Regions from separate parts of the Mus musculus genome. Here regions 1, 2 and 4 are each linked to region 3. A link is a contact called in public promoter capture Hi-C data. All regions are on one chromosome and are shown on one strand. The core of a region is the stretch at or near the end of the contact, and the rest is flanking DNA. Distances in the headings are between cores, read along the strand shown. Region 1 holds the start of Rarres2 (retinoic acid receptor responder (tazarotene induced) 2). Region 2 holds the start of Repin1 (replication initiator 1). Region 3 holds the start of Zfp783 (zinc finger protein 783). Region 4 holds the start of 1700026J14Rik (RIKEN cDNA 1700026J14 gene).

Region 1 (5,851 bases), core at 1,046-3,545, 630 kb after region 3:
GGAGGAAGTACGTCAGTGGGGCAGGCTTTAAGATTTTAAAACCTCGAACCACTCCCAATTCACTCTTTCTGCGTTCTGTTTACGAGGAAGGCTGTGAGCTCTCAGCTTCCTGCTCTGGCCACCATGCCTGCTGGCATCCACATCTCCCTGCCTCCCACCATGATGGACTTTTATTCCTCTGGAACCCTAAGCCAAAATAAACCTTTCCTATTATTAGTTGGTCTTGGTCATGGTATTTTATGGCAGCAGCAGAAACATAACTACATCCAAGGGGCGAGGTGACATGCGAGCCAGATGGACATGCAGCTTACCCTGGCATAGGAGATTTTAGAAGTTCTCTTCTTTGGACAGTCTCAAGAAGTAGCCCAGACTGGTCTAGAACTTGCAGTTCACCTGCTTTAACTTCTCCTATGCTGGCATTTCAAGTGTATGCCACCCTTGGCTTGCCTGCAGACTATGGTACTTTACCTGTGCAGGTATCATTCCTGTGTGAGCATGCATATGTGTACTGCTCATGGGCAATATACCACGTGGGTGTATTCACAAGTGCCTGCGTTAATGTGCAAACATGTTTAAAGGCACGAATCTTCCCCAGATGGTGTTTGCCTGTCTCTGTTTCTCTCTGGTGTGTGTGTGTGTGTACTCACACCTGTATGCGTCTCACTTCACTCTGCTTTATTCCATTGGCAGACAATCTCTCACTGTACCTACAGTCAGGCTGGCAGCCAACAAGCCTAGGGATACTCCTCTGTAGCCACACCCAGATGTTTTCATATGGGTGCTGAGATTTAAACTCAGGTCCCCAAGCTTGCACAGCCAGGGCCCTTACCACCTTGGCCTCATATCTACATTTTTCCTTTGAGATTTATTTTGAACAAACCAAGAGTCTTGCTAAATCACCAGTATAATCCAGTCTCTTCCCTTAACCCCAGGGAGGGGACAAGGACCTTCAGTGAACCCACAAAACTGTCAGAGAACAAGAACTTTAACTCAAAAGTGCCGCACCACCAGCCCGAGGTCAGTCCATAGCAGTAGTGTCACCCTAGGGTGACTGATTACTGTGAAACCCTTCAGTGAACTGTGTGTATCGTGGCCAGAATACAGGATAAACTCCATAGAGAAGTTTCTTTAGGAGGACCCACTCTGATGGAGAAATTTCTCTCTTCCCTTCACCCTCCCCTCCTTGCAGACAGTCCCTGGTGATGGGCACAGCGCTTCCCTGGACTCTGGTTCCTTTCCTGGCAGCCTGTCCCATCAGCAAGAACCCCTTACTCACCCCGTTTGGTTTGATTGTGCACTCCGGCTTTTTCCAGTCCTTCTTGGGGCAGTTGGTCTGCTGGAGCTTAAATTCCAACCTCACAAAGGTGCCAGCTGAGAAGAGCTACAGACAGACAGACAGACAGACAGGGCAAGCAGATAATTCCTGCATGTTACTCCTTTTCTTTTCCCCAACACCTTAACTTAGAACTGGCACAGCCTAGGAGGGTGGCAGGCTGGGGACCTTTCCCAGTACAGCTTTCTGGGAATTCACTGGTCTCCAGGGCTGCAGCTCTCCACTCTCTACCCAATCACACCACTAACCACTTCTTCAGCTCTGTCCACACCGATCTCTTGGAAGGCCAACTGCACAGGTGGGTGTTTGTGGAACTCCTCCAGAGCCACCTGTAGGCTCCTGCGCTGGGTCTCGCTGAGTTCGGGCTCTGTCCCACGTGTGCCCACTGTGCCCAGCCATAGGGCTAGGGAGATCAGCAAGCACTTCATGGCTTCACCTCAGTCCTATGGTTCTGCAAAGATGGTGTGTGGGCTTTAGTTCTTGGAGCTGTGGTGGTGGTGGCCTGACCTACTCCTAGGGACAGAAGTGCCCCTTTCTGAAGTACCCCTTCCATTGGTATCCAACTAGCCCTTCCCATTCTGCAAGGCCTTGTTTCCAAAGAAACTTTGGGGCCAACAAAGTTTTAGAGTTCCCTGCCAACAGCCCCGGGAAGTAATCCTGCTGGTTATGTCCACTATAGCCTTTTTTCTGAGCCATTTTCTCCTCCTTTTGGGTCTTCCCTCCATATCCAAAATCCCCAGCCTCTTTCTGGTACCTTGAAAATGATCAGGTTTGTTGCTTTAGCGAGGCCTTTTTCTGTGTGGTCCCTGGAACAGCTCCCTGGCAGTTGTTCCCTCTCACCCTCTCATCTCCCTTTTCTCCTCTCTCTTGGTCCCCAAAGCCCCGCCTTTTCCCACTGACCCTTCTCCCAGAGTCCGGAGTTTTGGAGTTTTCTGTTTCCCAAAGTTCCCTGACCTTCCTCTTGCATTGAGCCAAAGGAGGGGGAGGGGGAGGGGGAGGGCCTGGAGCACCAAATGAGACTGCAGGCTGAATATTTTTCAGAAGACGTAAACGTGGGAGGACTGAGCAGATCCAGAGCGGGTGGGAACTGCAAGATGCTTAACCCTCCTCACACCAGGCTGCAGCTGCCATCAAGACAACTGTCCCCAGCAGTGGGTGTTTCTCCATCCCAGTCCCAACCCAGTCTTTCCTTTGCCTTTCCTTTGTCATCTCTCAACACATGACTGCCAACACTTGAGGGAGCCGTTTTTTGACAGATCCCCGCTTGACCAGGTGATCTTCCACTAGAAAGTGACAGTTGGGGAAACTGAGGCTCCTTCAGTACCAAGGTAGCAGCAGGTCTGTTGCTTCAGTTTGTCCTGTGTGTCCAGTGAGAGAGCTCCTGTGTCACTGACTGCTGCCTTCATCTGCCTACCAGACATCTATCATGTCTTTCCTGATGTCTCGGGTTTGTTCACAGCCACGTAGGCCTGGCTTTGACTGGCTGGCATCAGTCTTTTCCTTGCAGAGGCTTCAAGCAGACCCTCCCTTCTATGGACCCGTCACAACTCTCAGGCCTCCATGTATAGGCTTGCTGGGCTGGACGTGTTTCCTTAGCTGTCGTCCCGTCCACCTAGCACCTTCCGCCCGACCAGCCTACCTGACCCCTGACCCCGGCTCATTTCCCCAGCTCAGTCTCTCAGGACTTGAGCAAGTGCAGAAGCCTGATGTCACTGCTTCCTGTCTGAGGAGCTGAAAGCTTCCAGATCTCTGCTGGCCAGGTGGACCTTTTCCCTGAGGGGTGAAGGACTACGTGCTCTCTGAAGAACTTCCTTTTTGAAATGTATTTTTTAATTCTGAGTATTTATTGCCACTAAAGATAGTTTAATTTCAGTCAAAAACAACATTAAATGAATAAGCTGAAAAAAAATAAGGCCATGTTATATTAGGTTAGAAAACTAACATGGAACATAATGATTTTTAGATCTTGAAAGGGTGCTTTGAAGGTCCTACAGTCCTCCTTGTACTTTATTTTCCACTAAATTATTATTATTTATTAATTTATTATTTCATATTTTTCATTAATTCATTCACTTTACATCCCGGTTGCAGCTCCCCTCCTCACAAGCCCCTTCTCCCACTAAGTCCCTCCCCTTCTCCGCAGAGAAGGGGACTGAAGAACTTTCTTTTACAGCCTCAGTTGCCCAGGGCTGCCTTTTCTTATGCCTTTCCTGGGTGAGGAAAATCCCTAGCTGAGACTCTCCTGTCAGCAAACTCCCTCCAGAAATGCATTCTTGTTGCCCGGCCTTGTTGGCTCCATATGCTGCTTTTCTGAGCCATTCCTGAGGTCCGCATCCTAAGTGAGATGACTCCTGGTCTTCCATAGGCTTTTTGAGTATTAGGAGCCTGTGGCTGAGACAGAATGGGCTTCTGAAACCCATAAGGGGAGGCAGAGAAATGTGTCCAAATGTTGTCTCAACTTCTGGGTACCTTGAGAAAAATGGGGAAAACCTGGACGCCTGCATATCATTAATAGTCCCTGTCATTTCCTGGGATTGTTATCAGAGACCTTAGGGTCAAAGTGTGGTGTCTGGCAGGCCCAGTAAGCTAGCCTCTTGAAGTAAGCTGTAAGTCCCTAGTTACAGAGAACAATAATAGGGGAAAGCAGAAAAAGATTTACTCAAATGTGGCCATATTGGTAAGATGACAAAGGGCTACAGTAACCCCAGAGTCTGTCATTCAGGCAATGGCATGAAGTTTAGAATATTTTTTTAAAGTATTCTGTTATTTTTGTGTATGAATGTTTTGCCTGCACGCATGTCTCTGTATTACATGTGCACGTGGCCTATTGTCCACAGAGGCCAGATGAGAGCATCAGATCAACTGGATCTGCAGTTACAGAAGGTTGTGAGCCACCACGCTGGGAATCAAACCTCGGTCCTCTGGACGAGTATCCAGTACGCTTAACCACTGGGCATCCTTCAGCCTCCGAGGTTCAGGTTTAAGCAGGCTGCAATGAGTGCGACTGTGGTCAACTTACTCAACACAGAGCCTTCAGTGCCTCCCCTAGTCCTCTTGGAAGGTGGTTTGACTAGTCGCCAGGACTGTATGAGATATTTCTGATACATAAGTTTGACCTGACTAGCCCTAGGCTCCAGCCTTTTCATTGTTTCAACATGAGATTTCCCAGGAAGTTTTTAATCTTTTCTCATTCTTTTCTTTTCTCTCTTCCTCCCTGTCTTCTTCTCTCCTGCTCTCCCTTACTCTCCTCCTTTTTCCCTCCCTCCCTCCCTCCACTTCTTTTCATCTTTCTTTGTTTAATACACGGTCTCATTGTGAGGTCCTGGCCAGCCTGAAATTCACTATGTAGAGGAGACTGGCCTCAAACTCACAGGCACCTGCCTGTCTCTGCCTCCCTAGTGCTGGCATTAAAGATGCGTGCCAGTGTTGCAACAATATGATAATATAAGCACATCTCTTTGAAACAGTGTCTTTCTGTAGGGCTTGGGAATTGGTTCTGGGGTGGTAGAGTGTATGAGTATGCACAAGCCACCCACGTTTGTTCCATAGCACTGCAGTCTTCTCTCCTGCCCAGACTGTTGTTACAGCCCTAAGCCCTAACAAAGGAAGGCCCCGTTCAGCTGCCCTGTGTGCCAGCCCATCATCTACTGTCTGTAAGGTGAGACCATGATCCCTTTGCTGGAGTTGTTGAGGATACACTGGGAACCTCAGGGAGAGTGGCTGTCTGGCAGTGTTGGACATAAAACTCTCTCCATGAATTGTTCACGCTTTGCCAGCATTCTTCATACAGACCTAAGGCTTCTTTACCATGCACTCTGAGGATACCAGCAAGGTCTTCATTTCCAAGAACCCATTCCTGGCATTTCAGTCCACAGCTATTGGAGAGCAGAGATATGAGATGGAGATCCAGTTTTGTTTCTGTTGCTGTGATGGAATATTTTAGAAAAGCAACTTTGAGGGAGAAAGGATTTACTGTTTGTAGGTCTAGGTTATAGTCTGTTACTATGAGGCTGGTAAGCACCTGAAGCAGCTGGTCACACCCACAGTTGGAAATGCAGAGGGATTGCATGCATGCATGCTCAGGAGCTTCCTGTACTTGTTCATGTATAATTCAAACTCAGGTGATACCCACTTTCAGGCTGTGTCTTCTCCCATCAATTCATAGTCAAGACAATCCCCAGACATGCCCAAAGGCCAGCCTGATAGATACAGTCTCCCTCTGAGAGTCTTCCCAGGGGACTGTGGATAGTGTCACACTGACAATAGAACTAACTGTTATAGATGATAACTGTGTTTTCCAAGAGCTTTGGGCTCCAGGGTCAATGTGCACACACGGAGCAAAAGGCTCTGTGCTGGGGGATGCTTTGGGGACTGGTGACCAGAAAGTTCTTCCAGTGTGGGACTTGAACTGAGAGAAATGGCAGCTGCACCCTGCATGTGGAAGGGCATGAGAAGGAGGACAGCAGTCCTAGGTGGAGAGAGGAGCTGGGAGCCGCGTGCTGAGAACTGATGGAGCAG
Region 2 (6,028 bases), core at 361-2,860, 650 kb after region 3:
GAAAGGTGCACACCAGAAAGAAAAGGATGGGCAGGTTTTAGCACATAAAGCCAAAATTTTATCACTTCAGAAATTAGCGTTGCTAAGTGAGGTGGGCATGCCTGTGATCCCAGCACTTGGCAGACAGGCCACCGGGTTTGGGTATGAGGCCAGTGGGGTCTGCACAGTGAGACCTTGCCTCCCACCCCTACACCCCCAAAGAACAATCTTTTGGGGAAAATATTTTCCACACATATGACAAATGAACATCTTTAAGCATGAAACCCAAACAACCATCCCAACTTCCCAGCCTTGAAAGTGAGCAAATAGAAAGTCAGGCAAAGATAAATTCTCAGTAGTCATAGCATAAACTGGTTTAAAAAAAAAATCACACAAAACAAACAAGTCAGGAAACCAGCAACCCAAGAAGCAAAAATTGAAGCAAACAGTCATTTTAATTAAATTTGGGAAAATAGCCCATGTTGTCAAGGAAATGGAAAAAAATGGTCATTTCTCAGGGATAACTGATGAATCTTGTCTTTGACCATCTGTTTCTACCTCCAAAAGTTTGAACCTGGACATGGGTAATGAGACATTAATCTATAAGGACATAGGAAAAATATGTAATCGATTTGCATATTTATACAGCCATTAAACTATATATATATATATATATATATATATATATATATATATATGTTTTAATATAATATATAAGAGAACAACGAAATGGGAGAAAACTTACAATATCTTAAGTGAAGAGCCAGCATGTACAGTTGCAAGGGATAACCCAGGCTTCCCCAATATAAAATACTATTCAGAACACTCGAGTATGTCAAACACCGAATGTAATTGGCTTTAGGAGGCTAATATATGAGAGGGCTAGATGGCCCTTGGGAGAGATTTTAAAAGTGTTTTTTTTTAAAATAATTGTACAATTCAAAGCTTGTCTCTGTTGAAAGCATGAAAGGACACGAAATTGCACTGGTCTGGAAGTTCCAAGATGGGGTTCTTTTGGAAAGCCAAGGCCACCTGCTAGTGGGTGGTGAGTCATGGCCACAGGCTTGCACCTGCCTCCGCAGACGCCACACTGGCTGCTGTGCGTTTCCAAGGGTAAACGACCCATTTGTGCCAACAGCCACCTGGGCCCGGCCTGCATCTCTAGAGCTTAGGCCACTCCGGATCTTAGTTGTGGGAATAGAGGGCCTTGCAGAATTCACAGTTGCGGGCCATTCATTCTTCATCCAGATGCGCTCTGTTGCCGTGGTGCTGTGTTCCAGCCCTAAGCTAGAGCGGACTGGGCAAAGCCCCAGGCTCGACGCCAGGAGAACCGTTGGTGCCCTGTCTAGTTCTCTCTGGCTCTGAGTTTTGAAAAAGACAGTAAGGGTGGACCAAACACAGTGACCACAGCCTGGCCACAAGGTGGCCCAGGGGCGAGCATCCTTTTCTGGGCAGAGGGTTAGGAAACTGAAGCTCGGGCCGGTGGCCAAACCGGAGCTGGTGGCTGCCATGGCGATGGAGCCGGGGGCCCTCCCTGGCCTTGTGCCGGAGCGGCAGTGCAGCGGGGTGACCTGGCCCGCCCCGCCCCCAGGCCGCGGCCGCCTAGCCGAGACTGACCCTCCGCAGCTCCTGTAGTCACGTGGAGCTGGGAACCCAGCGCGTGGGGGGAGGTTGGGGACGGGCCTGGCAGTTGTGAACTCGAACCTGCCGCTGTCGCCGCTGCGGGGCGGGGAACCGGCCGCAGAGGCCGGCCTGGTGCTCTATGGATGGGCGCTGCGTCCCTGGAGGGCACGCGGGAGAGGTATGGGTCGAGTAAGGGCGCAGGGGCCACCGAGGGCGTGCGAGGGCAGCTCCACCTGTGGGGCGCGTGACCGTGAGTGTGTGCGGCTGTGGGGTTCGCGCGCGCGCGCGGAATATGAAAGGGGGGGGGGAGTGTTGAGGCGCGGGGCGAGCGCACCTGCGCACAGGCTCCGCGGGCTGCGCTGTGCGTGGGACCCGAGATGGCCCACTGGCTGGTCCGAACCGGTCCAGCGAGCCAGCAAATGTGGACGGAGGACACGCATCTATACAAAGGGGGAGTGTGTGGGCCTGCTGCCACCCGGGGCTGCCCTAGATGACCAAGGAAATTCTGGAGAGTCCTGGGCACTCTGGCGCTCCCTGCGTAGACCCTCGGGAGACAGGCCTGGAATTTATGTTGCGCGGAGAGTGGGGGAAGGGGAGGCAATAGGGATTCCAGAGTTACTGCCTAGGCAGCCCTTTGGCCACTGAGAAAGAGCCTTGCAACAGATGGAGGAGGCTATTCTTCTGGGGCCCTACCAGGCTAGGAGGTGGCCTCCAAAGGCAGCACTGTGCTTCCTCAGTAAAGGGTCATGCTCATGCTTTATTTAGTTCAGTGTCCGCTAGGTCATTCGACCAGGCTGGGTATGGAGTTCAAGGCTGAACTCTGTAGCCTTGAATCTGGGAGAGACTGGGTGATGACACAAACCTGCCCTGGCTTAGCGCAGAGCCTCACACTCGTTCTTTTCTCTCCCTTCCCCAGGTAAGGCTGACCTCTCAGCAGTTAGAGGTCTGAGCTCTGCCATGGGGATAGGGATGTCTTTATTGCTACAGTTTTCTCTGTCATCCGGGGGCTACCGAAGTGTGGGCCGAAGCAGCCGAAGTCTCCCCAGGAACATCCCCAGAAGGAGCTGGAAAAAGCCTCACCCCCAGCTCTTCAGTCTTCAGGGTAGAGTTTGGCCTTTCTTGTGCCCTCAAACCAACCCATAACTCCAGCGCTCATGTCTCCTATACTTGCAGGACAGGGATGTACTGGGGAAGGAATCCATTCTCCTATCATGGAGTCTTCCCTGGGTTCAGGCGGGGGTGGGAGTTGGGGGTTGGTGGGGTTGAGTCATGTCTGTAGTCCCCCAAAAGAGAGCAGGCTGTAAAGGAATTCAGGAGGTTTTGCCCGGACAGAGGCCACGAACAGACATGAAAAGGTCCCTGGGAAGTCTTACTGCCACCCCTGAACTGACTCTGTGTAGGAGGCTCTCAGGAATCTGGGTTCCCCTGTGGGGTATAGCTGAAGTGGGGCAGTCCTTGGCCCGGTTTGGGCAGGACCAGGCAAGGGACAGAGATTATGATCTCTTCTTCCCACCCCTTTCTTTACCCCAGTAATCCCTAGCCCCCTTAAGAGATGCTGAGCCAGGGTTCTCCCTCACTCCAGGGGAGGGGCAGCAGACTGTGGGTGTTCCTTGGATTGAGAAGTGCTTGCCTCTCCCCCCTCCCCCCAATGTCCCAGTTGCAATTGCTTGGGTGTGGGTGGAGAAGGGCTGGCAGGCAGACTGTGGGTAGTCTGGACAGGTGGTGGCCTGGTGTTAGTCTGTGCTAGTAGAGGCACCTTGCCCACCTCCCAGGTCTGAAGAAAGGCTGTTTTCACTTGCTCTCCAGGCTTAGAGCTGAGCTGGGGAGGCTGGAAGTACCTTCCTCAAGGTTTTAGTCAGATGGTTTTTGAGGAGATCTCCACACACCTAGGTGTTAATGCGGAGCACACAGTGGCCTGGGTGTTGACAAGATCCTGTCTTGTGTGTCCGCCCCAAACCTCCCCCCATCCCGTCCTGCCCCCCCCCCCCACCTTTGGTTTGCTCATCGTTTACAGTATCACCTCAGGCAAGTCCTACCACTGTTTTATGCCCCACACTTGCTTCATGTGCCAATTAGGGAGCTCTGGTGTGGTAGAAGAAAGTGCTTGCCACAGGGAAAGGCAATAGGGGGGTTGCGATATGTAGGGTACAGTAGGAATATTCAAGAATATTTTCTGTAAGACCTCCTGACACAAGGTAGATACTATGGGAGAATCCCAAGGAATACCAACATGTCTCCCTTCTAGAAGTTTCCAGGGCAATAAAGATACAAAGCTATTCCCTAAGATAGAACCGTGAGGGCAGTTCCTAGAGGGAGGCGTTCTTCTTCCATGGGGTGGGAAGGGAGAAACTGGGAGCACACACTGGCCTGGGGATTGACAACAGTGTTCCTGCGGTGATTGTGCTTTTCCACCCTCAGCAGAGGAAGAACCGATGCTGGAACAGCGCTGCAGGGGCCCCACGGCCATGGGCCCAGCTCAGCCCTGGCTCTTTTCTGGGCCCTCCCAGGAGTCCTCCCAGCCCGACAGAGGGTTGAGGTACCAGGGCAAATCAGCTCAGCCAAGAGGCCAAACCCCAGGCAAGGTCCATCGTTGTGCCCACTGTCGGAAGCGCTTCCCGGGCTGGGTGGCCCTGTGGCTTCATGCTCGGCGGTGCCAGGCCCGGCTGCCTCTGCCCTGCCATGAATGCAACCAGCGCTTTCGCCACGCCCCCTTCTTAGCGCTGCATCTTCAGGTTCATGCTTCTGCAGTCCCCGACCTGGGTTTCATCTGCCACCTATGTGGGCATAGCTTCCGAGGATGGGTAGCCCTGGTTCTGCATCTGCGGGCTCACTCAGCTTCAAAGCGGCCCATCACTTGCCCTGAATGCGACAGACGCTTCTGGCGACAAAAACAGCTTCGAGCTCATCTGCGAAGGTGCCAGCCCCCTGTCCCTGAGGCCCGGCCCTTCATATGCGGCAACTGTGGCCGGAGCTTTGCCCAATGGGACCAACTGGTTGTTCACAAGCGGGTGCACGTGGCTGAGGCCTTGGAGGAGGCAGCAGCCAAAGCCCTGGGTCCTCGCCCACGAGGACGTCCCGCAGCTCCCAGGCCTGGTGGAGACGCTGTGGACCGCCCCTTCCAGTGTGCCTGCTGCGGCAAGCGTTTCCGCCACAAGCCCAATCTGATCGCCCACCGCCGCGTGCACACTGGTGAGCGACCACACCAGTGCCCAGAGTGCGGGAAGCGTTTCACCAACAAGCCCTACCTGACCTCGCACCGGCGCATACATACCGGCGAGAAGCCCTACCCATGCACCGAGTGTGGCCGCCGCTTCCGCCACAAACCCAACCTGTTGTCGCACAGCAAAATCCACAAGCGCTTGGAGGTCTCAGCGCAGGCTGCCCCACACCCCGAGAGTCACCAGATTGCAGCAGAGCCTATGGCACAACCTGCACTTGGGGTGCCCCTGGGGTCCCCGCGGACCCCAGCTGAGGCACCTGCGCTCCTGCATAGCTGCTCCGACTGCGGCCGCAGCTTCCGGCTGGAGCGCTTCCTGCGGCTACACCAGAGGCAGCACACAGGGGAGAGGCCCTTCGCCTGCACAGAGTGTGGCAAGAACTTCGGCAAGAAGACGCACCTGGTGGCGCACTCACGCGTGCACTCCGGCGAACGTCCCTTCGCCTGCGAGGAGTGTGGTCGCCGTTTCTCACAGGGCAGCCACCTGGCAGCCCACCGGCGAGACCATGCACCAGAGAGGCCCTTCGTGTGCCCGGACTGCGGCAAGGCTTTCCGCCACAAGCCCTACCTGGCTGCGCACCGACGCATCCACACAGGCGAGAAACCCTATGTGTGTCCCGACTGTGGCAAAGCTTTCAGTCAGAAGTCCAACCTGGTGTCCCACCGGCGCATCCACACAGGCGAGCGGCCCTACGCCTGCCCCGACTGTGATCGTAGCTTCAGTCAGAAGTCCAATCTTATCACACACCGGAAGAGCCACATCCGGGATGGCGCCTTCTGTTGTGCCATCTGTGGCCAGACCTTTGATGACGAGGACCGACTCTTGATGCACCAGAAGAAGCATGATGCCTGAGAGGGGCCGTAGGCCTAGGAAGACAGGCCTGGATATCCTTGGCAACAGGGTGTCAGTGGTCCGGGTGGGGTACCTACACTGATGCTGCTAGAGGAACAGGTAAAGATCCCAGAGGGATAGAGGAGACAGTGATCTGGGCTCTGTTTAGGAATGGACTTTCCCCTAGGTATCCAGGGAACCCATTTTAGAATTCGGGGGACCTGGCTTTGAGCTAGTTGGCCCCCAGCCCCAGCTGGTTTTTCTAAGGGTCAACTCAGACTGCCCTGTACCCTGGAAAAATAGCAATAGCAGCCCCATCTACCCTTTGAGTCCTCAACTAAACACCAGTGGGAAGAGAACCGTTCCATCCTCTGGTG
Region 3 (5,858 bases), core at 1,824-4,323:
TATTTTAGGAAATGTCTTGCTATGTAGCTCCAGCTGGCCTGGTACTTGCTATATGGCTTGGGCTGGCCTTAAACTCAGGATAATCTTAGTTTCCTGAATGCTTGGAATACAGGCCCATACCATTGTGCCTGGCTTTAGAGGCAGCTTCTAAAATATAAATTCTGTCAAGAAATCAGTTTTTAGAGTGCTGAAGAAATGATGATGGCTCATGGGTTAAGACCTCTTGCTAGGGGGCTGGTAAGATGTCTCAGTGAGTAATAGCACCGACTGCTCCTCTGAAGGTCCTGAGTTCAAATCCCAGCAACCACATACATGGTGGCTCACAACCATCCATAACAAGATCTGACGCCCTCTTCTGGAGTATCTGAAGACAGCTACAGTGTACTTACATATAATAAATAAATCTTCAAAAAACAAAAACAAAAAAAAAACCTCTTGCTGCTCTTCCAGTGAACCCAAGTTCAACTCCCAGCATCCTTGTCACGTGTCTTACAATTACCTGGAACTTAGCTTCAGGACATCCAACACTCTTGAATGCCATGGCATATACACACATAACAAGAAAACTAAATACTAAAAAAACTATCATACTTAGCCTATTGTTGGTGGCTTATGATTTGTAACTCATTTCTAAAGAGGCCAAAGCAAGAAGACTGCCTTGAGTTCAAGAGCAGTCCAGAGTATATACAAGTTCACCAGGTATATGGAGATTTCGTCTCAAAAAGAAAAAAACATAATACCTCTTCCTTTCTGAGTAACTCATTATTGTTTTCCACTTTCTAGTACATTTTCAGATTCATCTTGTATTGCACATTAGCTATCATCATCATCATTATTTTCTGGAGGCAGGATTTCAGTCTCACAATGACTATACTCATATAGGTTAGTGCAGTGGTTTAAATATCCTTGGCCCACTATTGGAGCTATGGCCTTGTTAGAATACTTGTGTCACTGTGGGGGTTGGGCTTTGAGGTCTCCTAATGCTCAGTCAGTCTCTGCCCGGTGCAGAGTTCCCTTCTGCCTGGCTTGGATCAAGACATAAAACTCACAGCTCCTTCTCCAGGACCAGGTCTGCCTGCAGGATGCCATGCTTCCCGCCATGATGGTAATGGAAAAATCTCTCAAACTGTAAACCAGAGCCAACTGAATGTTTGTCTTTATAAATTGCCTTGCTCATGGTGTCTCTTCACAGCAATAAAACCCTAACTCCCTAACTAAGACCTAGGTAATCTGAAATGTGGGAGGGTGGCCTCTGGTTCACAAACACCAATTCTGTCCCTCCAGAGATAGTAGGATTAGAGGATTATGCCACCATGTCTGGACTATTATTTTGAAGGTCGCAATTTATTAGTGTTTCATAACCTTAAATGTCTTTTTTTTTTAATTGTTTTACGTATATGAATGCAATGCCACTGTCTTCAGACACAACAGAAGAGGGCATTGGATCCCATTAGAGATGGCTATGAGCCACCATCTGGAGGAGCAGTCAGTGCTCTCAACCGCTAAGCCATCTCTTGCCCACCTTAAATGTCTTAAACTGACCTTTAATGAGATCCACTGAGGTTCCTATTTTATGAGCACATACTTGCAGTTTTGTCTTTTAGGTGGTATTACTTAAGAATTTTCAAAATAAGGAGCTAGTTATGGTGACACAAGCCTGCAATCTTAGCATTAGGGAGACTGAGGCAGAGGGATCATGAGGCCAGTCTGTGCTATATAACAAGAACCTGTTTAATAATAAATCAAAACGAATAATGCTAAATGTTGATTTGGACCTTGATATAAAGAGTTAAATGTGATTTAACTATTTTATTTATTTATTTATTTATTTATTTATTTTGAGACAGGGTTTCTCTGTGTATCCCTGGCTGTCCTGGAGCTCACTCTGTAGACCAGGCTGGTCTCGAACTCAGTTAGCTTTTTATTTTGATTTAACTCAAAGTAGCACTGCCTGGTCTTGCCCTAAATGCCAAGGATTCAGTGATGCACCTTAGAGGTAGGTAGTTTGTGTCCTTACTATGTCAGCTGGCCCACACTTTGTTTAGAGATAATCCCCAACACACACACACACACACACACACACACACACACACACACACACACCAAAACAAACCCAAAGATTCAAAGCACAGTTGCCATCTGGAAGTTTATTGGCTTGTTGAATAACGACCATAGAATGGCTGTGAAATGCAGGAAATGAAGAGACCGGTTTTATTTTTATAAATAAATAAATAAAGGTTAATTATGGCTTTTCCGAGTAAAGCTTTCTAGTTTCAGAAGGAAACTGGTCTTAAATGGAATAATGTATTCAGGATAATTCAGGACATGAATTGGTTAGAAACCCTTAGAAATGAACCCAGTAGCTGTGGAGTTGTGGTCCTGTGTCCATTGTCTGTTTTGAAGCCTCCTGGCAGGGAGAGCAGGGCGCTCAATCCCAGCCAAGGCTAAGTAAGAAGATGTACAACTAAGTCCAGACTGGGTGTGGCGGGAAGAAGGAGGAGCTCTGTAGGGGGTAAGCAGAGGCTCTGAGCCTCAAAGGTGAGTGCACATGGAGAGAATACTCCGAAAGTACATCCCTCGGGTTCTACCAAGCGCTCTACCACTAAGGTACACCCCAGTCCTGGACTTGTTTTTTTGTTTGTTTGTTTTGTTTTTTGAGACACGGTTTCTTGTAGACCAGGCTGGCCTCGAACTCAGAAATCCGCCTGCCTCCCGAGTGCTGGGATTAAAGGCGTGCGCCACCACGCCTGGCTTGTATTTTTGTTTTAAACGCACCATTCCCCTTAGCGCTTCCTACTTGTTCTGAAAAACCCAAAATGGAATTTACCCTAGAAAAGGGAATCTGAACACCCTTGGGATGAGGGTGTCCCGCCCCAGCACGGAGTTCAGGGATTTCCTTAGCGTTTTCCTCACGGGCGTCTTTCTCGAATTTACCCGCCCGAAGGCTTGCCTGAGCCAGCTGCCTGCTCGCCCGGGGCCCTGGGGGTAGGGTTGACGCCGCAGGCCAGCGGCCACCGAGTGCGGGCCTTCTGGCTGCAGGGGGCGCCGTGCGCGCCGGGCCGCGGCTCCGGTAGATTAGGGCCAGCAGGGCACGTGGCTTGGGACCGTGTGGAGAGTGCGGGCGCTGGACAGCAGCTCCGGCCCCTCACCGACGCGCAGCCCGCGCCTGGGCCGACCTGTTGACTGAAAATCAGCCGGCGCTTGGCCAGATGCGTCGATGGAGGCCCGCAGCCCAGCGACGACGTGGTAGTCATGGCTGAAGCGGCGCCTGCCCCGGTAAGCGCCCCGGTCCATGGCCGCTGTGTGCGAGGGTCTCGGCCTACCCGGCTCGGAGCACCCCCTGCCCTGGCCCCGGCCCTGGCCTGGAGGCCACGCAGGCCACGGAAGCCATCAGCCTACACATGGCCGCAGGCGGCCTGGTGGGCTGGGCCCTAAGATCGGTGCGCGCGACATGGCCTCCGTAGCCCGGCCAGGCCGGGCGCTACCTTTTCTCCGGAAGGCCTGGAAGGACCCTGCAGATCACAAAGTCCCTGTGTTCTTCTGAGACCTGCGCCCGAGCAGTCAGACAGGAGCCAGGGTCGCCTTCCTGCCACATCTGCAAGGTTGAGGCTGCGAAGGGGGCCTCAGGTCAACACCTTAGGATGAGCCTACCACTAAAATACCTAGCGACTCTACTTTCTCGTAGGAAACAATACTTAACCCAATTTGCAACAGGTTTCTAAATTTTGTGACTGGGTTGGTTTGCCAAGATATAATGGCCCTCGGATCTAGACCAGCCTGTTTACAGAGTGAGTTCCAAAAAGAAGCTGGGGGAGGGGTTAGCTTGGTAATGTTCAGTGTGCCAATTTAGAGGACATGCTAGAAGATTTTCACCAGTAAAAAAAATCTCTCAGTAAGTGGTATCTATTATTACCAATACATCTCAGACAACTCTCTGAAACCTTAGTCTCTTGGAAGCTTTTAGAAAAGAACCTCTCTTTCTCTATTTTGCTGTGTGTCCTTCTAGGTTCCCTGACTACAAGGAATAGAAAGTCAACTGGGAATTGTGGAGGTTGTGGGAGTAGGACTAGAAACCCTTCAGTTCCTTCCCACCTACTCCTGCCCCTTAGTTGTCTTGCAGTACCTAACATCCCAGAAAGCTTACCAACAGGATAGATTTCAACACTATGATAATAACTACAGCTGATACCACGGATGCTCAAGTCCCTTACATAAAATTGTGTAGTGTTTGCATATAACCTATTCATATGCTTTAAAATACATTACATCGATGTCTAGATTTCCAATACAGTGGAAGGCTAATAGTTGCATCGAGGAGGAAATGACGACAAGAAAAATGTGTACATGTTCAGAATAGACAGAGTTTTTTCTTTCCAAATTTTTTTAGGGGGACATTGGGGTAGGGTTGGGGACAGAGTTTCTGTGTAGTCCTGGCTGTCCTGGAACTCACTCTGTATGTAGACCAGGCTGGCCTTAAACTCAACAGAGATCTGCCTGCCTCTGCCTCTAGAGTGCTGTGATTAAAGACATGTGCCCTCCCCCACCACCACTGGGCTCCAGATATTTTAATCCCATGTCGGGTGTATTTTTGATTGTAGACCTGCAGGTACATGGGACAAAATGCCTTTTAAAAAAGAACAGCCAGGCATGGTGGTGCACGCCTTTAATCCCAGCACTTGGAAGGCAGAGGCAGGCGGATTTCTGAGTTCAAGGCCAGTCTGGTCTACAGAGTGAGTTCCAGGACAGCCAGGGCTACACAGAGAAACCCTGTCTCGAAAAACCTAAATAAATAAATAAATAAATAAATAAATAAATAAATAAATAGAACAACAACAAAACCCACAAACAGGTGTTATACTCTGCAGCCCTGGCTGGTCTGAAACAGGGCTACACAGAGAAACCCTGTCTCGAAAAACCTAAATAAATAAATAAATAAATAAATAGAACAACAACAAAACCCACAAACAGGTGTTATACTCTGCAGCCCTGGCTGGTCTGAAACTTGCCATTTAAATGATCAGGCTGGCCTCGAGCTCACAGAGATCTACCTGCCTTTAGCTCCCGAATGCTGAGATTAAAGACATGTGCCACTCTGTCTGTCTGCCTGCTCTCAGCTCTTCATTCTAAGCTAGCCTGGAACTCACTTTTTAGTTCAAACTGCCCTTGAATCTGAGGCAGTCTCCCTGCCTCAATTTGTGAATACTACCATGCCTGGTTTACGATGTGGATACTTTGATTATATGATTCTCTTGTCTCTTGAGCAGCTTTCTGAGAGGTACAGTCAGATGTGTCATAAGAGGCCACCTACCCCTTCTTTTTCACTCCAGCCAAATGCAGAGAAGAGCTCATACCTCTATTCCATAGAAATCACACTGTGGACCGTGGTGCCTGCTGTTCAGGCCTTGGAGAAGAAAAGTGGATTCTTGCCTGGCCCGCTTGCTGACTCTGGAGGGATGCTCAGGGACAGCAGAGAAGAAGCTGGCTGACTGTGAGAAGACAGCTGTGGAGTTCAGCAGCCAGCTGGAGGGCAAGTTGGCCGTGCTGGGGACCCTGCCTCAGGAGTCTAGGCTGCTGCATGAAGAACCTCATGGGCAACTGGAACTTCTGGGTCCAGCGGCTTCCCCCTGGCAACAAGGGGGAGGTCCCCAAGGTAGCCTTTGGATACCCTGACTAGGAAGCTTAAGGGCCTGTGCCTGTAAGCATGTAGGTGAACAAGTGGGACATTGTGGTTTCAGGTGCCCCTGACCTTTGATGACATGGCTGTATATTTCTCTGAATTAGAGTGGGCCAAGCTGGAGGACTGGCAGAAGAGGCTCGACAAGCATGTGATGGGGGCAGCTATGAGATGCTCGTTTCCC
Region 4 (6,312 bases), core at 71-2,570, 590 kb after region 3:
CAAAGCAGTAACTTTCCTTCAGCATCTTTCTCCGGTAGTCCCAGCGAGACCTCTTTGAGGAAGTGGCAGCAAGATGGCACAGCTGGGGTTAAGTGTGAGTCAGCGTCCTGACTCACAGAAGTGACCCCAGTAGGGTAAGAACACTGAAGCTATGCAGCTCAGGCAAGGGCAGTGGGATACCGCTGCTTGCAGAGTGTGATACAACACTGTTAACTGGATCTAGAATCACCTAGGAAACAAATCTCTGGGCATGCCTGTATTGGGTTAATTGAGGTGGAAGACACACTGTGGGTAGCTAATGATTCTATGGGTTAAACAGAGAGCAAGCTCAGCACCAGGGTTCATCTCTCTTTGCTTCCTGACTGTGGATGCAGTGTGACTGACTGCCCCAGTGTCTTCCCCACCATGGTGAAATTAGAGCCAAAATGAACCCTTCCTCAAGTTTATTTTGTCAGAACAATGAGAGAATCTATACAGGAGAACCCAGAGACTGTCTTCCTGCTGTCACTTTAATCTCTCCCCGCAGCAGCAACTACTAGACTACAGCTCGGGGGACCGGCTACAGAAAATCCAGGAAGTATACCTGTGGGAAAAAACAATGTCAGAGTCCATTATGAAGATGGATGGACAGAGTACCAGTGTTGGCTCTTGCCTGTCAAGTTCTGTGAGCAAGGCTAATTACCTGCCTGGGCCATCCTGTTGTGGAATTTTCCTGAGAGGCCTTCCACGACGACTTTCCAATCTGGACTTAGTGTAAGATAGGCCTTTATCTTTCTTCTTCATACAGATAACTAGATACGCAGCATGTAAGTTTGCACAGGTAGGCTGGGTGTACAGGGGCCTTGGAGGTCGTTCCCATGGAAACATAAGATCTGTCCCCAACTGCGGCACACCTCCTTTCAAGAATCACTACTGTGCTGACGTGGTTTCCCCCTCCAGCTCCCACCCGGACTGTAGCCCTTCAGGAGTGGCTGGCCTCAAGTGTCCCAGGTCTTACTATGTTCCACACAGATCGCCTGAACCCCTACCATAGAGGAAAAATAGTCTAACTACTGTAGCCTGATCCAGAAGCTGGGCATCTCCAAGGTTCAGTGAAGCAGTGAGCTCTGCAGAGGACTGCAAGCTTCACTTCGCTGAGGGGAGGCTTTAGCTCAGGCCAAGTTTGTGGCCTCTCAGCTCCACGAAGTCCTCTGGTCGAAACCCCTGTGGTCCCCACAAAGCCTCCGTTCTGGTTAGGGTCTCCTCCAATCCTGTCCCCAGCCACCTTGGGCTGCCCGAGCACTGCAAGTGACCTGCCACTTTCTAGCGAGAATAAGAAAGCGCAAACCTAAGCCTAGAATCACCTGCAAAATCGGAGCAAACCGACCCAGCCAATCAAAGGAAAGGTTCCTCGGAAGTCCCGCCCTTGGTTCTGCGTGATAGCGGCGAGCTATCCCAGCGGACGATGTTCAGGGATGCGCGAGCGCAGATTCGCTTGGTCCAGGGCCTTCCCGGCTGAGATTCCGTTGCGCATGCGCACAGCCCTCTGCCGAGACTTGCACCTGCTTAGAGTCTGCCGTTCGATCTGATACCCCACCTGAGCATCGCGCACCCAGCCATGACAGCCCATTCCTTTGCCCTCCCTGTCATCATCTTCACCACATTCTGGGGCCTCATCGGCATCGCTGGGCCCTGGTTCGTGCCCAAAGGACCCAACCGCGGGTAAGAAAGGCGAGCAGGCCTCGATTCCCTGCAGACGCTTCCCTGTCCCCTAGCTGGGCTCACCCATTAACACTGGGCTCCCAGCTTGCTACCCTGCAATTCATGCCCTCACAGAGACGCCCCTACATGACTTCTTCCAGATCTCTGCACCTGGGCTGGGGCAGCCAGGAAACAGGCTAGAGGGCTGGGTGAACGGATAGATTCAGATGTCAGGGCAAGCAGGTGGCTAAAGGTCACCCACACCCATGCAGTCGGTAAAGGCTGCATATGGACACTCCTTGCTTATTCTTGTGTGACATTGGGCAAATGCCAGGCCTCAATTTCTTCACTGAGGAAAATAGGGGCTCTGGCAACACCTGCTTTGTAGGGCTGGTGTGAGGTCTGCCCTAAGCAATGTCCTGGGCATGCTGTGTATGTATACTGGATGTTTTTAGCTGCCTTCATTTTTGGAAGATTCCTAGCAGATTTTCTGCACCACATGCCAGCCCCTTCTCCTGTTAGCCTCTCAAGTCATGAAAGCCTCACACTTTGCCCTTTGTCCATTTTCTCAGCACTGACAATCCACTGCACAGCCAGGAGTGGTCCCAGCTGCCTTGTAGTGTTAAGGGAGGGCTGGGGCACTAATCCGTTCAGCACCACCTTGAAGTGCTTAGGCTCTGTCATGGATTAGACTTAGCCTAAACTGGAGGCATAGACGGATGGGCATCGCCTTTATTCCTACAAATGTGAAAGTGATTGCTGGACAGAGCACCTTCTGCTTCCAGTGGACCAGAATCTGGCACCCATATTGAGAGACTCAGAACTGTTTTAACTATGGCTCCAGGAGATCTGAGGCCCTTTCTGGCTTTTGGAAGCCAGCACACATGTGTATACACACACACACACACACACGATTTAAACTGGACTTGCTTTGTAATCACTCTCCATGTCATCTCTTCTGGAAGTCTTGGTGAGCTCCTTGTCCCTTCAGCTGTGTTGTAAGACTCTGTCTCTCTGATTTCCTGAGTGGATCCAAAGCCCCTGCTTTTTCTATAACAGCCCAGCCTCTGTCAACAGTGGCTGTGCCCTTGCTTCTTGCCTTGTACTGTGGTCTTTTGTTTTCTTTGATGTTGCTGGATGAATTTTGAGGCCATCCTCTGGTGGGTGGCCACAGATGGAGTGTGGGCAAGCCTTCTCCAGCATACAGATGGAGAGGTGTTTGCTGATGGAGAAGGAAGAGATTTACAACACCGTTTGGATGTAGACAATCTTGTAATTCTTACTTGGAGCGGACCCCAGCATCCTGGAGATGCTGGTGTTCAGGTAGCACCAGGAGGGCTGACACAGGGCCCCGTGTACCAATGCTGCTTTTCCTTCTTTGCTGTTTCAGGGTGATCATCACCATGCTGGTAGCTACTGCTGTCTGCTGTTACCTCTTGTGAGTATTGCCTTCCCCAGGAGCTGGGGGCTGTGGTGACCACTAGTTGGGTCTGATTTTGCCTCAGTTGACAGTTGCAGTTTGTGGTGCCCCCAGCTGAGCTGTGAGGTACGTGAGTTGTGGACCAGTTCAGTAGTATCTGCTCCTAACTGGGCATCAGAATCCTCCAGATTGGTTGTTCAAACACAGTTTTCATGCTCTACTCTAGACTCAGTCATACAGAAGTCAGGGCATCATACTGCTAACAAGTGCTGGGTGTTTGTGATAGAGCCAGTGTAACCACTAGGGGGCAGCAGAGTGTGTGTGACAGAGCTGGAGTGGCTTCTTCTTTTTTTTTAAAGATTTATTTATTTATTTATTATATGTAAGTACACTGTAGCTGTCTTCAGACACACCAGAAGAGGGAGTCAGATCTCATTACGGATGGTTGTGAGCCACCATGTGGTTGCTGGGATTTGAACTCAGGACCTTTGGAAGAGCAGTCGTGTGCTCTTACCTGCTGAGCCATCTCACCACCCTGGAGTGGCTTCTTAAGGCCCAAGGACACCCTCACCCTGGGTCCAGCCCCAGCTCAGGGACATTATATACTTAGAGAAAATAAAATAAACTCACATCAAAATTCACAAATCCTGAACCCATTCCCTGTACCAACCAGGACACAGACCCTGCCATGCTCTTTGAAAGAGAGTAGCCGAGTCCTCCCTTGGTATGTTGGGTATGGTGGGTCCCTCTGTGTCCAGGACCCCCCTCACTCTGCTATCCTGGCAGCTGGCTCATCGCCATCTTGGCCCAACTGAACCCCCTGTTTGGGCCACAACTGAAGAATGAGACCATCTGGTACGTGCGTTTCCTGTGGGAGTGACCCCTGGGGTGATCAGCTGGCTTCTGGCCTCAGGTACTGAAGGGAAGGACTGACGTGAGAGTGAACTGAGGGGCCTGTGGTGGGAGGAAGGGGGTCAGGGCCACCACAGGGGCTTCCTTTGGACTCAGGAATTAGTTTATTTAGCAAGGGGAATGAAAGGCAATGCTAGTAGTCTGAGGAGCTTTCCAAGGAACGGGGTGGGGGTGGGGGGTTGTGGGGTGAGTCAGGGCAGGGGCAGGGCGGGGGAGGAGAAGGTTGTCTCAGTGGTAATTCTTAATGGTGTGTGCTTTTCAGATGCCCTGCTGTGAAGGGTGAATGGCCCAGCCTTGATGTCCCTGGAGACCCTGCATTCCCTCTGGCCCCACCCATCTGTATGACCATCCTGTGCTCGCCCTGCCATCATGCTGTGGAATCCATAACCCCCAGAGCCAACCTGGTTTCAGTTTCTGGTCTCAGTTTCCCCTGTGTTCCCAGCTATTAGCGGCCCTCCATGTTGGGCAAGCCCCGTGCTCAGTCAGGCCACAGTGGGAGCTTACCTGAGCTTAAATTCCCACACTTGGCACTTCCCTCTTTCTTCCAAGCAGATCCCGGTCAAGGAGCTGGACCTGCTGTTATCTATTTTCATCCAGGGAGCAGAAGGCAGGACTCAGCCCAGTACCAGAAAGGACTTGAGTCTTTGTGGAGAAGGGACATGTGGCCCAAAATCTCTAGGCTTTTTAACTCTGTCTCCACCGTGTTGAAATATTGGGTCAGGGTCACAGGCCTCCTCCAGCTCTGAAGTGAATGATATCCATTTAGTCTCTGACACTTGTAGATGTGACATTCCTGGAGGTGCTGATGTCTTAAAGAAGCAGTCACACCAAAAACCCGGCACAGTCAGGATCAAAGCCTCCATGTTTAGCCTTTAGCAGCAGGGAAATCACTTGGCATGGGAGGGAGGTAGTGTGTCTTTGGAATGTTCTAGTCACTTTCCTCTCCCTCTGTAGATAAGATCGCCCACTCCCTAGTACCTGTCAGTTGGGGTACAACCCTTTTTGCCACTCTTCATTGGGTTGTGGTGGGGCAGATCCCAGTACCATTGAAGAGATTTGGAGTTGAGGTTGGGGGATAGACAAAGGTGACGTTTCTGGGGTACTACTAGCACTATGCCTCCCTGGCTTTTGAGACCCTCTGTCCCTAAGCTCATATGGTTCTGTGCCAAGCACAGTGAGACAGAAAATGTAAATGACAGAGGATCAGCCCAGGGCATTCCTCCAGCCCATGCCCTCACCTCTCTGAGAGGGTGAGTAGGGCATTCTTGCCTGTGTTGCCAGGGCTTGCTAGGACAGAGGCCTATATAATCCATGGCTCCTAACCAGTGGCTGTTTGAGTTCCCAGGGGAAGAAAGCCCAGTCTTGATTATCTATTGACTATTTATTTGGTCTCCCTCCCCTTATAGGGGGGTCGTTTTGGGAGTGGCAGCAGAATACACTATAGCTCAGATTGCTGGGCATTAAGTGTGCTAGTGGCTCAGATCTGCAGCTGGGGCCTCTGTGGGCAACCCATCCCGTCCTACCCTGACTCCTGAAGCCTTCCTGTGGGGGTGGGGCATGGTGAGCATGACTCCTGTTGAAAGCCGATTCCTGTCTAATAAATCATGGTGATGCAAGATTGGTTTAGTTAGCCAAATGTCTGGCCTCTGCTCAGTTTGCCAGCTGCCACATGGTTTTGATTTGTCTCTTTGTCCCCTCTGCTCAGATGTTTTCTGTTTACTGGTAGCTCTGGGGACAGGAAAAGGGGCTGCTCTTCTGAGACTTGGCACCGAGGACCCTCACACTTTCTTGAGATCTGGGGGAGAGTTTGGCTCTGCCCTGTGCATGGCCCAGTACCTGTGCAGTGGGAGGAAGACCAAGGCTTATTCAAGTGGCACCTTAACCACTGACCTTTGCTCTCTGACCTTCCCTGATCCTGGGTGTCGGGGACCATTTCTTTAGTACTTCCTACTGGAACCCAGCCAGACCCAGCCTGCTGCATGCCTGTTGTCTGGGCTGCAGGTCTGAGGTGCCTGAGATCCGATTTGGCCCCAGCAGGGGGCTAGAGGTGGCTTCTCTGCAAATAGCTGCTTTCTCCTTCCAGCTGTTGCTCTGGACTTGGAACATCTTGGTGCTGGTTTGACAGCAGTCCTTTGGGTGATACCTGATGTATATGTCTGTGACCAAAAGTCATTGTGCTCCCTGCAGCAGCCTCTGTCCTTGGAGGGTGGAGACTGAAGAAATACTCCCCGGGTAGCCTTTGGCCTGCTCAGGCCTGGCAGCAGCTCACTTCCTGTGGCTTTCTCCTGTCTAGTGTCCTT

The links. Promoter capture Hi-C pulls out the DNA fragments that hold promoters and counts their contacts.
Region 1: a contact with region 3 is called in a promoter capture Hi-C map of liver, with 2.1 times the contacts expected there. The contact joins the promoter of Rarres2 here to the promoter of Zfp783 in region 3. A contact is called at or near these places in 7 of 39 promoter capture datasets (the 3T3-L1 cell line, cranial neural crest, hippocampal neurons and 3 more).
Region 2: a contact with region 3 is called in a promoter capture Hi-C map of stem cell-derived epiblast-like cells, with 5 times the contacts expected there. The contact joins the promoter of Repin1 here to the promoter of Zfp783 in region 3. A contact is called at or near these places in 10 of 39 promoter capture datasets (the 3T3-L1 cell line, the C10 cell line, cranial neural crest and 5 more).
Region 4: a contact with region 3 is called in a promoter capture Hi-C map of hippocampal neurons, with 4 times the contacts expected there. The contact joins the promoter of 1700026J14Rik here to the promoter of Zfp783 in region 3. A contact is called at or near these places in 1 of 39 promoter capture datasets (hippocampal neurons), 1 of 115 datasets of contacts at active chromatin or transcription factors (embryonic forebrain) and 1 of 9 other capture datasets (liver).

Annotation. Positions count from the first base shown.
Region 1 is chr6:48,570,507-48,576,357 of GRCm38.p6, forward strand. Rarres2 (retinoic acid receptor responder (tazarotene induced) 2) reads right to left here and starts at 2,296. Exons shown (of 6, transcript NM_027852.3): 1 at 2,088-2,296; 2 at 1,582-1,784; 3 at 1,277-1,381. The coding sequence starts at 1,761. It overlaps Lrrc61 (leucine rich repeat containing 61), which reads left to right. Exons shown (of 3, transcript NM_177736.3): 3 at 1-216.
Region 2 is chr6:48,592,273-48,598,300 of GRCm38.p6, forward strand. Repin1 (replication initiator 1) reads left to right here and starts at 1,611. Exons shown (of 3, transcript NM_001079901.1): 1 at 1,611-1,780; 2 at 2,519-2,704; 3 at 4,021-6,028. The coding sequence starts at 2,560. The coding sequence ends at 5,672.
Region 3 is chr6:47,940,102-47,945,959 of GRCm38.p6, forward strand. It overlaps Zfp783 (zinc finger protein 783), which reads left to right and starts at 3,074. Exons shown (of 6, transcript NR_027963.1): 1 at 3,074-3,276; 2 at 5,328-5,650; 3 at 5,782-5,858.
Region 4 is chr6:48,536,154-48,542,465 of GRCm38.p6, forward strand. 1700026J14Rik (RIKEN cDNA 1700026J14 gene) reads right to left here and starts at 1,321. Exons shown (of 2, transcript NR_130985.1): 1 at 683-1,321; 2 at 429-583. Atp6v0e2 (ATPase, H+ transporting, lysosomal V0 subunit E2) reads left to right here and starts at 1,416. Exons shown (of 4, transcript NM_133764.3): 1 at 1,416-1,701; 2 at 3,071-3,118; 3 at 3,887-4,013; 4 at 4,275-5,648. The coding sequence starts at 1,598. The coding sequence ends at 3,980.